2 separate regions of the Dromaius novaehollandiae genome follow, and region 2 is linked to region 1. Evidence: chromatin contacts called from public Hi-C data. All regions are on one chromosome and are shown on one strand. The core of a region is the stretch at or near the end of the contact, and the rest is flanking DNA. Distances in the headings are between cores, read along the strand shown.

Evidence for each region. Hi-C and Micro-C count contacts between places; a contact is called where the count stands out from the background.
Region 2: a contact with region 1 is called in a Hi-C map of liver, with 3 times the contacts expected there. The contact joins the promoter of ADGRG7 here to the promoter of TBC1D23 in region 1. A contact is called at or near these places in 2 of 4 Hi-C or Micro-C datasets (brain and liver).

The regions. Positions count from the first base shown.
Region 1 is chr1:95,365,530-95,372,715 of bDroNov1.hap1, reverse strand. TBC1D23 (TBC1 domain family member 23) reads right to left here and starts at 4,526. Exons shown (of 19, transcript XM_026112342.2): 1 at 4,400-4,526. The coding sequence starts at 4,440. It overlaps CMSS1 (cms1 ribosomal small subunit homolog), which reads left to right and starts at 6,306. Exons shown (of 10, transcript XM_026112439.2): 1 at 6,306-6,431. The coding sequence starts at 6,371.
Region 2 is chr1:95,499,895-95,507,080 of bDroNov1.hap1, reverse strand. It overlaps ADGRG7 (adhesion G protein-coupled receptor G7), which reads right to left and starts at 4,761. Exons shown (of 18, transcript XR_010391758.1): 1 at 4,145-4,761; 2 at 647-754.

The sequences.
Region 1 (7,186 bases), core at 3,277-5,776:
TGCACTTACTAGTATCTAGCATTCACAGCTTCAAAAGCTGTGCCTGGGCTAACACCAAGGTCGACTTCAACACGTTATCTGCAAATGTGTGCTTCATCTGTTTGCTTGACAATATACTACTATTTGCAAAATCGTCTCCATAAATACCGTCATCAGCATCTGTGAAGATGACAGGCAAATAACAGCTTTACCACCTTACCTTAAAAAGCAAGGAATCCATATCCCTATCTCGCACTATAGATGTGTTATCACAGTGCGTTATATGAAATATAGCAGGAAAAAATAAAGTTATTCTATTATGATTCAGTTAGCTACTCTTTTCCTCTGTTAACTTTCAAGATTACTCAGAGGCTAGAAGCAGAGAGTTTTCAAAGGTTAACAGAAATTCTTTTCTAAGACAAATATTCTTCTATTCATGCTAACTTGAAAGGTACCATGGAAATGATTTTGGTTCTTTAACACATGTTCCCTGGCTGTGTTTTGCCTGATTTCACTCAGGCATTGTAAATGTTCCAGCAAACTGCTAGCAACCTGGACCCTTGTCTTTCACTGCCTGAAGGTCAGCTGGGAAGTTTTGTGCTCATAATGAACAACAATTATTTCACTTCCTTTGGAAAGAGTGCAGCACTTCCTTCTCTTTATGGGCAAACTCCAGGCTGGAGCATCCTTGCTTTCTGCTCTGCCATGGCTCCATTGACTATTCCTGGAATCCAGTCAAAGTTTTGGTTATGATCTATATAATCCCAGTTTGTTCCTAAGGTTGATTAATTCCCACAAGACAAATATCTATAAATATTACAATTCACAATATTGCTATTAGTGTATCTGGACTAAACTTCCATAGTTACAGAAGGACCTCTAAAATCCACTCCAGTCAAGTGACCTACTACAATCAATAGCTAACTACCTTTGTGGATGTTCAACACGATTTTTTAGCCAAAAAGAGTCACTTAAGATACGATAGAGAAGTGGAGTCATTAAAAACTGATCAACACATTCAGACTTTTTTTAAAAAGTACTATTTATTTTACTTATATATGTCTCTGAGGTGCTTGGTAATAATCACTTATAAATATTAATGAAGGAATTTAGAAATGGTGGAGATGTGAACAACAGGGAAAAGAAAGAAATATTTCAGTGAACCGTAACTAGATGAGGAAAGATGTATAGTATTAAGAAATCTATAATCCATCAGGAGGTTGCAATGTATGTACCTGCCAATGTACCTGCCAACGCCTGTTAATTTTGCTCATCTGTTATTAGGAAAGACAGATCCCTTCGAACTGTTTCTTATAAGTCAACACACTTTTCTAAAAACAAACAAAACAAACAAACAAACAAAAAAAACACTTCAAAAGTTTAAAGTTTTAATTTGTGGTAGGCACATTTTTAATAGCTACTTATTTCCACAGTGAGACTGGTATCTTCCACATGTACCAAATTATCTAAAATGCACTTAGCAGTCAAAAAAAAAAACCCCACCGAATTCACATATAAACTGAATCTACTACTACACATGTGCCTGTTAAAGATATTACTCATTGGCTTAAAAAAAGGATTAAAAAAAAATTACAATGCTGTAACACTTCAAAAGACTCTGGTTATTTATGCCCACATTCCTTTAAGGGACACACTCATCACAGCTGCTCTTGATGTGTTCTAGTAGGCCACAACCATTGGCAGAGTAAGAAGTAGTATTTAGACATGTATTTGTTAAACGTGTCTTCATACATCATTCCTGTTTTCCTCAAATCAGAAGGAAGGCTGCTACCAGCTGAACCTGCTCTGCTCCCAAACATGAATACACCCAGCTCATGTGGAATCCAGACTGGACAGTGATGTGTTTCTTAAAGCTTTTTATTTTTTAAAGCCTGCTTAAAAAGGTACCCTGCCAAGAGGATCACTAGTTTTAGCTTCTACAAAGCTGTTGCCGCCTGGGACATCAAACCCATCCAGTCAGCAGTTCTACGCTTCATGCTATGCTACGATTACCAGAAATACACTGAGAGAGACACAGGCGCATAGCCAGCAATGCTGCTCTCAAAGTTATGAGAACAGACTGTAGATGTGTGCATTACTGCTAGATGGGACTGATTTATTCAGTAGGTTTTTATTTATATTACCAAGAAGGTAGAACTAAACTGTATTTTGAACAAAATACTTTGCTTGAAAAAGCTCACAAAAGTATACTGATTTACAACATATAGTAATCACAAACAAGGCTTACTTAAACAAAAACTGCACAAGCCACCAGTGTTGATTAAAATTTCCTAAGTCAATAGCTAATAACACTGTATCTTTATAAACATCATTCTACCTTTCCCAGAGCAAAGGGCATAGCTTCCCATCACAGAAAGCTATCTATATAAATGCTTCTATTTTTCCAGAAATATACTTTTATATAGTTACACTGCTTCCTACTTTTAATTCATGATCCTATTGACTACAGAAAAAATACCAAACAAGTGTTATTTTAAGTTGAAAGTAATGAGATTGTTTGTTCTGTATTGAAAGCAAACAAAAACTAATCCTTCATACTTACTTCAAAATATCTCTTGTAATCAGAGCACCATTAAATACACTTTGTTCTTTAGGGACTTTTAGAAAAGAACATTAATTCCCTGACATTTTTACCTCTTCTTTATCTTTTTTCAAGTGTGCCAATTTCTCACAAAAAAACAAAAACAAAACAGGAAGCAATATGAAGCCTCTAAACAAACAAGGAACTCAGCTTTATGTGCTCTTCAGAAGGTATAGCTCTTGTAACAGGACATACGCTGGCATTCCAATGTAGCATTTAAGCATAAGACTCTTGATTGCTTCCAAGAATTCCTGCAAAGTATTTTTTAAATTTCATCTTTCCTACTGCATGCCTTCAAATTTGCATTTTTTAACAGTACCAGCATACCACATTTACTATAATTACATTTTGAAGTTGCTAGTCAGAATGGTAATAATGTAGGTTGCACTGTGAAATAAGTCTAGAACCAACAGCGTTCCTCATTCTTGATACAAATTTTAGCAGTTTGTTGGGATCTTACAGACTACAACATTCTTTCAACATTACTGTCTTTCAACAGTAATGAAATATGTTTGAAGTCATTTTTAAGGTTTTTCACTGTAGTTCTTATTCAACCAGGCTTATATTTCAAAGTGTCAAGACTGAACAGTGAATGAGTCTGTTTCCTACTCTGTAGTTATTATGTACCAAGATTTAGAAATAATGCTTATGTAATACTGTACCTGTAAAAAGTACTCCATAGATTTTGAACTTTTAACTAGAAACAAACAAACCCCAGAGAAGCCCCATCAATTCATTTTTATTTGCTAGTAAGTGATATTCAGCAGACAGTTTTACAAATACAGTTCTTGAGGATAAAACTAATGCAGACATAGAAGAGAGATCATCTACATCTGCGTGCGTATCAGTTCTGGTTTCTTGACAGTGAGATAACTAAAGCAGCACAAAGAAGGCTGGGCACAGTCAGCACAAGATTTTGAATCCCCTACATAAAGTAAAGCATGTAAGCAAAACCATCAGATTGGGAATGATTGTAAGAAGCAAGTCTGTAAGGCAACTATGTAAGTAACTGTTTAAGTGTGCACAAGGAAGGAACAAGAAGCAAGGCTCAGAAACACAAAGAAAAGAGAAATCACATGCAGTGAGGAAGCACAGAGAGAAATAAAAAGAAAAACACAGAACAGAGGTGTGGGATACAGTGAAAGCAGGATCAGTGTTTAAACTCAAACTAGGTTTATTTAAGCCTCGGCAGTCTGAAGTGAATACACATGCATCAAACACTAAAATCCCTTCAGTGTCACCAAAGTGATCCTATACATGCTCCAGAAATAGTCTCTTTTGGACTCCTAAAGGTTCAATATAAAAGCCATTATAAGCAAATAGCCACGCTGGGGGACGGGGAAAATCATTCTGAAAATAACGTGGGATCTACTTTTTCTTATCTTCGCTTGGGCAGGTGGGCAGGGCGAGGGGAAGCCGAACTAACCGCAGCAACCGAAGTCCAAGGGATCAGGCGCCCTCGAGAAGCTGCTACCGCCTATTAAAAAGATCTGATTTGAAACCAGAGCACCGCCACCCCCGGCCGGAGAGGGCCGGGCGCTGCCCTGCCCTGAAGGCAGCGCTTCCCCCCTGGGGCTCCGCCAGAGCTGGGCTGAAACGCCGGGAGGTGCCTGCGGGAGGGGGCGGCCGGCAGGGCCGCAGTGTCCCCCCGCCCAGCCCCGCAGTGAGCCCCGCGAGGGCGGCCTCAGCGCCCCACACACTCCCCAAACCCGCCGCCGTCCCCCTGTTTTTTTTCCACCTCTCTCAGCTCCTCGGCCCTGCTCCCCGCTGGCGAAGGAGAGGAGCGGGGAGGAAAGGCCCCGACACCCCCCAACTCACCAGCTGCTCGACGGCGGCTGCCCCTCTTCCCCTTCCGCCATAGCTGTTGACGTGCCGCCTCGCTCGGTCGTAAAGCGCACCCGGGCTCCCTCACCACCCCCCTCCCCCCGCGCCTGCCTTGCGCGCCCAACTCGCTTCCCTGCCGCCCCGCGGCTGTCGTGCAGTGAGGGTGAAGGCCGTAAAGCGCGGAAGCCTGGCAACAGAGGCGGGCGATGGCGGAAGGGTGGGGCGAAGTCCTGAGGAGGCGGGTCGGGTCGGGCGTGTGGCAGCGGTGGCGGCGTAGCCGCCGTGCTCCTTAGGCACCTGAGCGACTTTCACCGGCATTAGTGCTGAGCTAGCCGCAAGGAAGCGGGGTGTGAGGGGATCCTCAGGAGCGGCGGCTGTGAGGAGGCAACGGTTCAACGGACGCCAGGGGCGGGGAGAGGGGCGGCCGTTGGCCCGCTGGGGCGGCTGTTATTTGCCGGGGGAGAAGTGCGCTGGGGCGCGGGGTGGCGGCGCCGGGCTAGGCTCGGCCGAGGCTTGCCGGAGCTGGGCTGGCAGAAATCGGCCTCCGGCAGTCAGTGACTTGCTTTCAGGGCAGCCCGTACGGAGCGGGAGACGTGTGTCACCGGCTTCAGCAAGGCTGCGGTACGACCCAGCGACAGAGGCGGGCGCACCACCGCGGAGGAAAGGCTGACGGGGGTCTTCGCATCCCTTGTGCATGAAGGGGGATCTGTATGAAGGTGCTGTTCAAGTTTGGGCAGTAGGGAGGGAAAATCCCCATCGCAAGTACCGATCAAAACCAACTGCAGATGTCTTCCTCGAGAAGATTTGGGAATTTATTTTCCAGGCAGGGAAGAGTTTCAGTGAAAGATTATATGTACTGAACATTTTTCCCATGTAAAATGTTCTTATTAAATGTATTTCCCTACCGTCAGTATTTTGCCAGACTGCACTCCAGAAATCACAAATAAAATTCGTAATTTATACACAGAACCCTATTAGAATGGTTTGCAAGAGTTAAAAATCACCTGGTAACGTTCATTGTTAACCCTGGATAGAAAACCACTACGGCTTTTGAACATGCACGTTCCCTACCCATTCAACACCCTCAAAGAAAAAGAAAAGTAGTATAGGTCTGTGAAAGTTACGGCGATCCAACTAATTTCTACGAGGAATAAGAGCGCCACCTAATGATAAGTTAGCGTCCTTACACTTGTCTATTTTACTCCCACACCTTGCCTCAGGATATGTTCCAGCTCTGTAAATGCCCAGGCTTTACTAGGACTGCTGCTGTGAGAAAAGATAGATGCTCGCTTAACTGTGTGAAGGATCCAATTCCCAAACATTCAAGTATACTAATGGAAAGGTAACTTACCCTGTTTTCACGCACATGTTTGTTTCTCAGGAAGGATTACATGAATAATCCTATTCAAGAAAGATATTTTACAGCATCGAACTAAACTCAGACAAAAAATATGTATTATGAAGGAGAAGGTATCCTCTGTAATTCCTTTCCTCCTTTTCCCATTTCATAGATATTTCTCATGTAAAAAGCATGGTTTTTAAGAACCTACTTATCATTACTCAGGAAAAACATTTTGTACAATGTGCATCAGGCATTAATAACGGTAAATAATAACATACCACCAGCCTGGGCACCACTAAGCCTTGACAAACACTCGCAATTTGTGGGAAAGGTAGGAAAAAGAGGGAGGCATGGAAAAGAAGAAAGATTGGTTTCTTCTTTTTCAAACCTCTTCCCCTTTTGGTGCGCGTCACGCTCCGTCCGATGCCTCCGCTCCCTGCGGCGGGGGCTCATCCTCAGCCGCGGTGCCGGCGGCCCTGCTCCGTGCGCAGCCCCGCTCCGTGCGCGGCGCGCAGGCGCGGCCTGCGGGGGGTGGGGCCGGGCGGGAGGGGCGGGGCGCGCCGCGCCGCGCCACGGCGCCTTCCCCCGCCCCCGGCCTCCCCGCGTGGCGGCGGCGCGGCAGTATGGGGGACGTGCTGGAGGAGCCGTGGTGGGAGGTTGCGTCGGGGGCACGCAGCAGTCCAGGTACTCGCCTCCCGCAGCGTTCTCCTCATGCCAGCCTTGACAGTCTTCCTAACAGCTTAGCTCCTTTCAGCCGCTTCCTTCTGCCCCCTCTTTTTTTTTCCTTTTAACCACCCATCCCGCTCTTTTCATTCTCGGTTTTTGATTTCCTCCTAGAGTTTTTTCCTCTCGCTTGATTTTCCTTCCTGTTTCTTCTGCCACCTTTTCCCTGCTTTCTGCCGATGCCTCACATTTTTGCTTGTAAACAAATTCTCTGCAGCCCAGTGATGTCTAATCTTCTACCTGTCAGATTGGGTTAGTTAGGGGATGAACCAGCAAACGAGAATATAAACACTTAAAATAACATCAGAAATCCACCCATCAAAAATATATTTAAGCGAAGTAAAAACAGAGGGGTGAGGGAGAGGAGGAGATTGCTTAGTTTGAGTTCAGAGCTTAGCTGTCCCCTGCTTCTGAACTGTTGTCTTCCAAACTGAGGTTATTTAAGAAGATGATGTTGCACCTCTTCAAAACAGAGGAGCTGCATGTCTGTTGGTATAAGATACTGAGGTGAAGTTATTTACAGTTCTGAAAGGCCCTAAAGACATTGCATCCATAGTAGAGCCTTTGGAGGGAAAAATGTCTGCAGTACTTGGAGAGCATCACCCATGTGATCACTGGAGCATCTCATATCACCCTGTCATACAATATTGTAGAAGGACAGGAGTTAAGTAACTTCTTTCCTCCAGCCATTTCTCTTAGGGGTATGGGATTAAGGC
Region 2 (7,186 bases), core at 3,512-6,011, 130 kb before region 1:
GTATTCTCATGCCAAGCGACATGACAAACTTGGTAGGCACTGGCCACAGCACAGGTTGTTGCCTGGAAAGTGTGAGTTGGGCGTCATTACCAGCTCCTGTTATAACAAGCGAGCACCCTTCTAGCTGATGTAGAGCCCCCCCACTCCAGTTGCAGGAGTGGAAAGACGTGTCACTGGGGCAGGGGAGCCTGAAATGGGAGTCAAACAGGCCAGTGCTGTGCCAGGGACAAGAAACTTGACTCATGTGAAACCAGAACCTGGGGCAGCAGGAACTGAGGATGGGCATTATCCTGCAGGATCCTCTGCTGGTAGTGTCCCTTTAACCCTGGCCAATCCTGATGTAGCCACTGAGGTCTTGATCAGATTTTCAAGATGTTCAAACAGAGGAATTCAAGCAAAGGCCAAACTGGCTAGAAACAGACCACGGTCAGTTGAAACTCATAATATCTTTCCCAGATATTCATTTAAGAGAACAACAGAAGTGGATGAAACAGCTCGCCTAGAAAGTCGAAGCACATCAGTGCTTGCACACCCGACCCTCCTGAGCAGGTCTCAGGAGAGGGGAGACACATGACAGCCCCCCCAAAGCAGGGGCCGGATTCACAGAAATGACACCAGCTGCTTATGGTACGCTGCTTATACTAACCTAGCTCACAAAGTGAGCCCACCCACTCCTCTGGGCAAACGCAGGCCCCATCTTGGCAGACTCCATCGTTGAGGCAAAAGCATGGAGGTAACACGGGTTCTGTAGTTTCTGCGTAAATAAAGAAACAAAAAATTATGTGTGTGTGTGTGTGTGTGTGTGTGTATAACTATGTATTTAGTAAAATATGTATGTATATATTAATTTGCTGAAGGAAAGGAGCAAATGTGATGCTAATTTACGTGGAGGTTCAGTTAAAAAGTATTCCATTCTGCGATCCACAATCTAGCCCACTTGCCGAATCATTAGCCCCTTCCTACCCTCCCCCCAAAATGGCATGAATGTGGGGTCAAAGCTTTCAAAAATTACTGCTTATTGCAGGAGTGGTGGTGTGGGCCTCCAATCTGCAAAAAGGCTCATGCTGTTAAACTCATAAAAAGTCCAGGTTGCTTCTGCAAGATTTCACAGGGAGCTACAAGGCAAAAGAGGGCCACGGACTGCCCAGCGCTGAGGGACTCAGACTGGTAACGGACAGGTGGATAATCACACCTTCAAGAATCACACAGAGATATTCTGGTTTAAGTCAGGCATTAGAGGATAAAGCAGATAAAAATCCATGCCCCGGTCCCAGCCATAGCTTCTATTCTCACTCCAGGATAAGTGCCAATTTTTATTTTGTCTTTTGGCAGGAATGAGCAGACTTTGTTTGAAGTAGTTGTTGCATAGGCTGCCACAGCTTCAGGAAACAGCTGACTATATTTTCTATTTACAAACTCAAAAAAATGCATGATAGAAGCCATAATGGAAAAACTGCAGTTCTTGGAAATTTCTGAGTATCCCATGGTATTTGCTGTGTTTGGCGAGCTCTGAAAACGTTAAGGTTTCTTAAAAAGGAGGCCGGCAAATCTTGAATGGGTAAGGGGTATTCTGCAGCAGGAATTACAGTGGAGAATGGGCTGGTGGACCTCAAGCTTTGGCAGATGGGACCGAGACCTGGAGGACCCTAGGGCCTAAGGCTTCCTCTTGGTTTATCTAACCCTATCCCTAGCTGGGGACGTGGAGTCTGGAATCCCTCACCATAAGATTCACAGTGGAAATTGTGTATCTGCGCACTGGATGTAATTTACGCCTTGAAATGATACAGCAAACTGAAGTCAAAGGCTGCCATTAGATCTGACATTTCAGTGTCTGTGTTTTCAGACTCTGATGAAAGAGGAAAGCCAGAAGATCAAAAAGTAAACAGTGCTGTCAGGAACACATGTGCTAATGTTGATTGCCTGACTTCTTACTGTTTAATGGGATTCATATAATTGGAAGTCTATCACAAACTAGAGGGGATGTGCCACGTGGCTGGGGTAATTCTGTTCTTGGAAGGTGCTGCTCAACTTTTGCTCATGTTGTTGCTATTTGGCATTTGTATTTTGGTCTGCCTCGGCTACATGATGGCTAGATGTCTATGAGGATTGTGGAATAACATCTGTGTGCAGCTAGGTGATGTGTCCATTAGCCATCAGCTTTTCCAACATGTTATCTCTCCACTGGAAATCTTACAAAAAGGGAAGAAATATCCACGAAGCAACTGAGATCTGGGTGGCCCAACGTAGGCAGCTGCAGCGAATGGATATAATGGGGAACAGGAATATATGTTTGGACAGCTGTTCCCCCCTGCCCTGCTTTGCCACTTGCTTTCGTTGGGAGCCCTGTGGGGCCGCACGAGATAATACTTCTGAGCCTGCGGCACAGCTCCCGGCCCCTGTCTCGCTCGGCAGTCACGTGCCAGAAGCAGTGTGAGCAGATCACACCACAGGGCCATCGGGCACATCTGGCACCCAGGATGGCCGGAGCAGAGCCAGGGAGCAGCACACACACCAGCCACTGCTGACCAGCAGAGGAGCGAGAGAAGGGACCGCTGGGGGCAGCCCGACGCTGAAGACATTAGAGGTGGCGCTTCTAAAACCAGGCCAGGATGCACTGTCCAGATCTAACTCTGGCTGTATTCGTTATGAGCTACAAAAAGGAGCATAAGAAAATGGAAAGGTAAAACAAACAAACGAACAAACAAAAGGGATAGGGCTGACATTCCAGCCACGAATCATCCCATTTTAAAGCAGAAAAGCACAATGCCGTGAAGTAGAAACTCCAGCACTTCTAGCGGGAGGTACGGACTCAGCTTCCATAGCAGGCGCCTGCACACAGCCTCTGCCTTACCTCTGTGTTCATTGATTAAGTGTATGTATTTTTAAACGAAAACGGCAATTCTTGCATAAACCTAAGCCATCATGAACTGTTCAAAAATATCAAGCACCACTGTTATTAGCAAACTGTTAATACTTTAGTATTAACTTTTGAAGAAGTTTGAAAAAAGAGAAAACATTACAGTTGTGCCCAGCAAGCACTACATCAGATGGGCATGAAGGTATTCTCCACACCTGAAGTGGTTTCAGTTCGACTCCAAGTCCTAGCAGCCAGTGGTCCTGCACTTGTAGAAATCTTATGTTAGAGAACGTAGAGAAAAAACTCTCTAACATTGAGAGTTAACTCCCGTTTTGTTGGGATTTAGAACCATCAAGGAAAACAAAGCCCACATTCTTAAGCACATTCTTAAGTTCACAGAGGTAGGCTATTACTGACATAAGTTAAACAATTAGTGTTTACTTAAGTGCCTTTCTTGTGCTTAGTTATGTTCCCTCTCCACAAACTTCTGATAAATCGAGTAAATATATCCCCACGTATCCGCATTTAGGCATTTCCCTGGGCTTCCAAGTCTCTGATCATATTTGACCTGCTGGAAGAGCACCAAGAAACATCTGATTCTTTCTATGAATTTTGAATTCAAGTTCATACATACTTTTTGTATCATGTCAATACAGTGAGTATTTTGCTGAGGAGAAACCCTGACAACTTTTCTGCTCCAAGTTTGTGCACATAAGGCTCTTACAGGTCTGCATTGAACTGATTTTCAGGTATATAATATGCAAACCACATACATATATCTCCTATATTCTTTCAGCAGAGTTTTCCATAATGTAATAAAAATTTGAACAGGTGCAGCATATGTTTTGTTTACATGCAGTTAGTATAAGGCATATACTAAATGCTTACGCTGCAAAGCTAAATACTTACCCTTTAAAACATAATTTATCCAACTAGCTTGACATTTATTTCTGTCTTTTGATAGGTAAATCAGATCTCAACCAGAAGAGTGAGAAACTTTCAAGACATTTCTCCAAAGCTGTATCAGAGGAATCATGTATAGTGTAAATACATTACAAGGAAAATACTCCAGAGACTGAGTGCCAGACTATTCTGTTTTCCAGCAAAATACAAAGTTCAAAATACTTTAAACACTGGTGTGAGAGGAAGGACATTTCCACCTAAGAAGCCTTGGGCACTGATGGGTCTATCTGCAATCTTGTTTAAAAAATAGAAGAAAAGGAAAGAAAAGACAAAAACCCAAAGAGCTCAAATAGAGCTCAAATGGAACAGAATTATATTTATTACCTGTTTTGAACCTGACAACAGTCTGCCAAATACACAACGTCCAAAGGATCACAGTCACTGCACAACAGATGATCCCAACCAGTGTCCATCTGTCCCAGCGGAGCAGAGGCATGTTGCAGTGCAGGCTGACTCTGCTCTGTCATAAAATGGTTATATACCTTGATATCCTTGTGATGGATAAGCCATTAACTACTTTTCTACTGCTAGAACTTTAACCTTTTCAGTTCCTTTTAAAAGAAGTTTTACTAGAGAAGTAATTCACAATAATTTCTAGCTTTTTCCACCTGTTAAAACATTCCACTTTTCAAAGCATTAAATCTCATGTCTCCTACTTGTTATAGGGAAATGCTGCAGAGCAGAGCCCCGGCTACATTAATATTTATAACCTGACCAGGGCCTGAGCCCGTTCTCTGAGCGTGCAGCAGGGCTCATGACCATGCCATCTAGCCCCTCTTCCCTCCAAGCAGGGCACCCTCGTGTATATTGTATATATTGCATATATTCTATATAGTGCATATATTCTATATATTGTGTATATTGCCTCTTGGGAACTGCCGCTGGCCCCAAACTGTACCTGCGCGCTGTCTGGAGAGCGCTAGCTGGCGTAGGCCAAAACCACGCTGAGGGATGTGCTACCAACTGAGGAATTTGGCCCCGTTGTGTAGCGTTATTTAGTTTACTGGCATAGTCACAACCACTGGGCACTGCAGCAGTGAGGACAGAAAAGAAAAAATGGAGGCTGTGGAAGGGTGAGAGTTAAGTCTCCTACGCAGTAAGAGGTAGGTAATATTCCTGTTGCGCTGACAGTAGATGGAAAAAATGACTTCATTAGGACTGGCCTAGACTAGGCTCTTGACACTTTCAGAAGAGGATATGGCATTTCCATGCTACATACTATGGACGAGCAGAGCAAAGAGGGAGGCAGGGGGAGACGAAGGTTTGGATGAAAGCCACAGTGCTCCTGGTAGAAGAGCCTTATTGCACCCCCCTTTGTGCATCTCCACCGTGAAGTTTGGTCACTCAGCAGGGTACTGGTACAATTCAGGATAAAAGCTATGTCTTCAGATTCCCAAGCCATGTGCTTCATCCAGAAAGAAGCAGGGGACAGAATGATGGGAAGAAAAAGAAAACAGGTAAAAGATACCAATGAGGCAGAAAGACAAGTTGTAACACTAGAATTCTCAAAAACAGTATCTTCTTCTGCATGCTACCATGTCTCTTGCTGACAAATTGAAAACTAAGAAATTAATCTTGCATTCAAGATCAAGAGAGACAAACAGAGATATTTAAAGAACTAACTGTAATAAGGAGCATTTTTTTGTCATCACAGATCTGTGGCTGAACCTCCTGCATGTTAGCAGGACCAATAACTTGCTCTTACGTAGTGTCCTTCATCGGTGGCTCTTAGTGAGGAAAGAAGGTCTATTTGGCTTTTGTAATTACAGAAGCACTTCTATCTCCAGTGTAGAAACAGGGCCCAAAAAACTGAAGTGATTGGTGAAGGACATATGGAAACCCAGTGGCCCACAGTGAAAAAAGAGGCCTTGGGCATCAGGTCTCTTGGGCTATAGCACCCAGTTAGGTGCTACTGTTTCTTTAATGCATTACAGAACATTAAGATTTTTTTTTCTTTTTCTCAAGGAAATTATGAGCAAGATAAAGCATGTCATTAATGTCCTTGGTGGCAATCTGCGAAACAGACTTAGACCTCATAATCAAAAAATCAATACTGAAAATACTGAGCATCTAATTAGTAGCAAACACGATACTCTGTACTAAGGAAAGATCTGAAAGGCCAAGAAAGCGTCCCAGTACAAGACACAGGGAAGACTGAGGAAATGTGGAAATAATTAAGATCTAAGCATTTACAAATGGGATCTCTAAAACTGTTAATGTGCTTCTTTAGACACCCAAATGTCTTAAAATCTGGCTCACAGAGGTTTTAGTTAATGAAAGGCTGCACCACTACACTGATGACGGTTACGGGGACAAACCTGCAGCTCCGTCGGAGGATCTGCCAGCCTGGAAGAAAGAGCAATAGAAAGAAACCCCCAGTACAGTGGAGCAGTTTGAGGCTTTTACCTCCAGAAAAGGCGCAACCCCAGAAACCCCCCACCGGGTGGACAGACACAGGTGTTGGCACCCTTTCTCTTTCAGAGGGGTGGGAATGGGTCCCCAGGGGTCACCCAGCAGCAGTGGAGCAGCCACAATGTCCAGCTGGAGAGAAGCATTGCCTCCTTATCCTGGTTGCCACGGAGGTTTAGTGCCCTTGTGCATTTTAATTACTTTCCAGCCTGTTGACATAAGCAATTAAATATTTGACATTCCTGGATTAGAAGAGCTAAGAGTTTAAAACTGGATCTATGATACATTCAGGAAGATGGCAACCAGGAAGATGGACACTCAGGAAGATGGCAATGCATGCACAGGACTTGGTCTTACAGATGGGGAAACTGAGTCACAGACCAGTTAAGCAACATTGAGTTACGCTATGCCCAGTATACCACCAAGTCTGAAGGTTGCAGCATATTAAAAGCATAACCAGGTTCTGAATCACAGGTCTAATTTTCTAGTGTCCTCTCCTAGTAGAAAGGCTGCTAGATGGTAGCAGTGATTTTCCATATACTTGCAGAGGTGTTAAATGAATATACAGGGTAGAAAGACACAGGAATTCACTTTCTGCTCAAAGTAAATAGGATCCCTGAATTCTTCCTAATATACATCTTTATTTTATACATCTAATACACATCTTTTTTTCCCCTAATATACATCTAATACATCTTTGAGCAGAATATTGTTTTGAATGCATTTTTGCATTACTTTTTATATATAAAATACTGTGATTCCCAAACCTTGGCTCACAGTCCCAGGACTGCAAATAGAAGAGGGTTTGTAACCTGGGAAATGGCAAAGGAAATAGGATGGTGAGTGAGAAAGATTAGGAACTTCTAACTTCACATGGATATTTTACATAAACCTTCAAGAAGCATAAGGAAACATATGGCAAAACCCAAACAAATCAATTAGTATATTTTAAAGAAC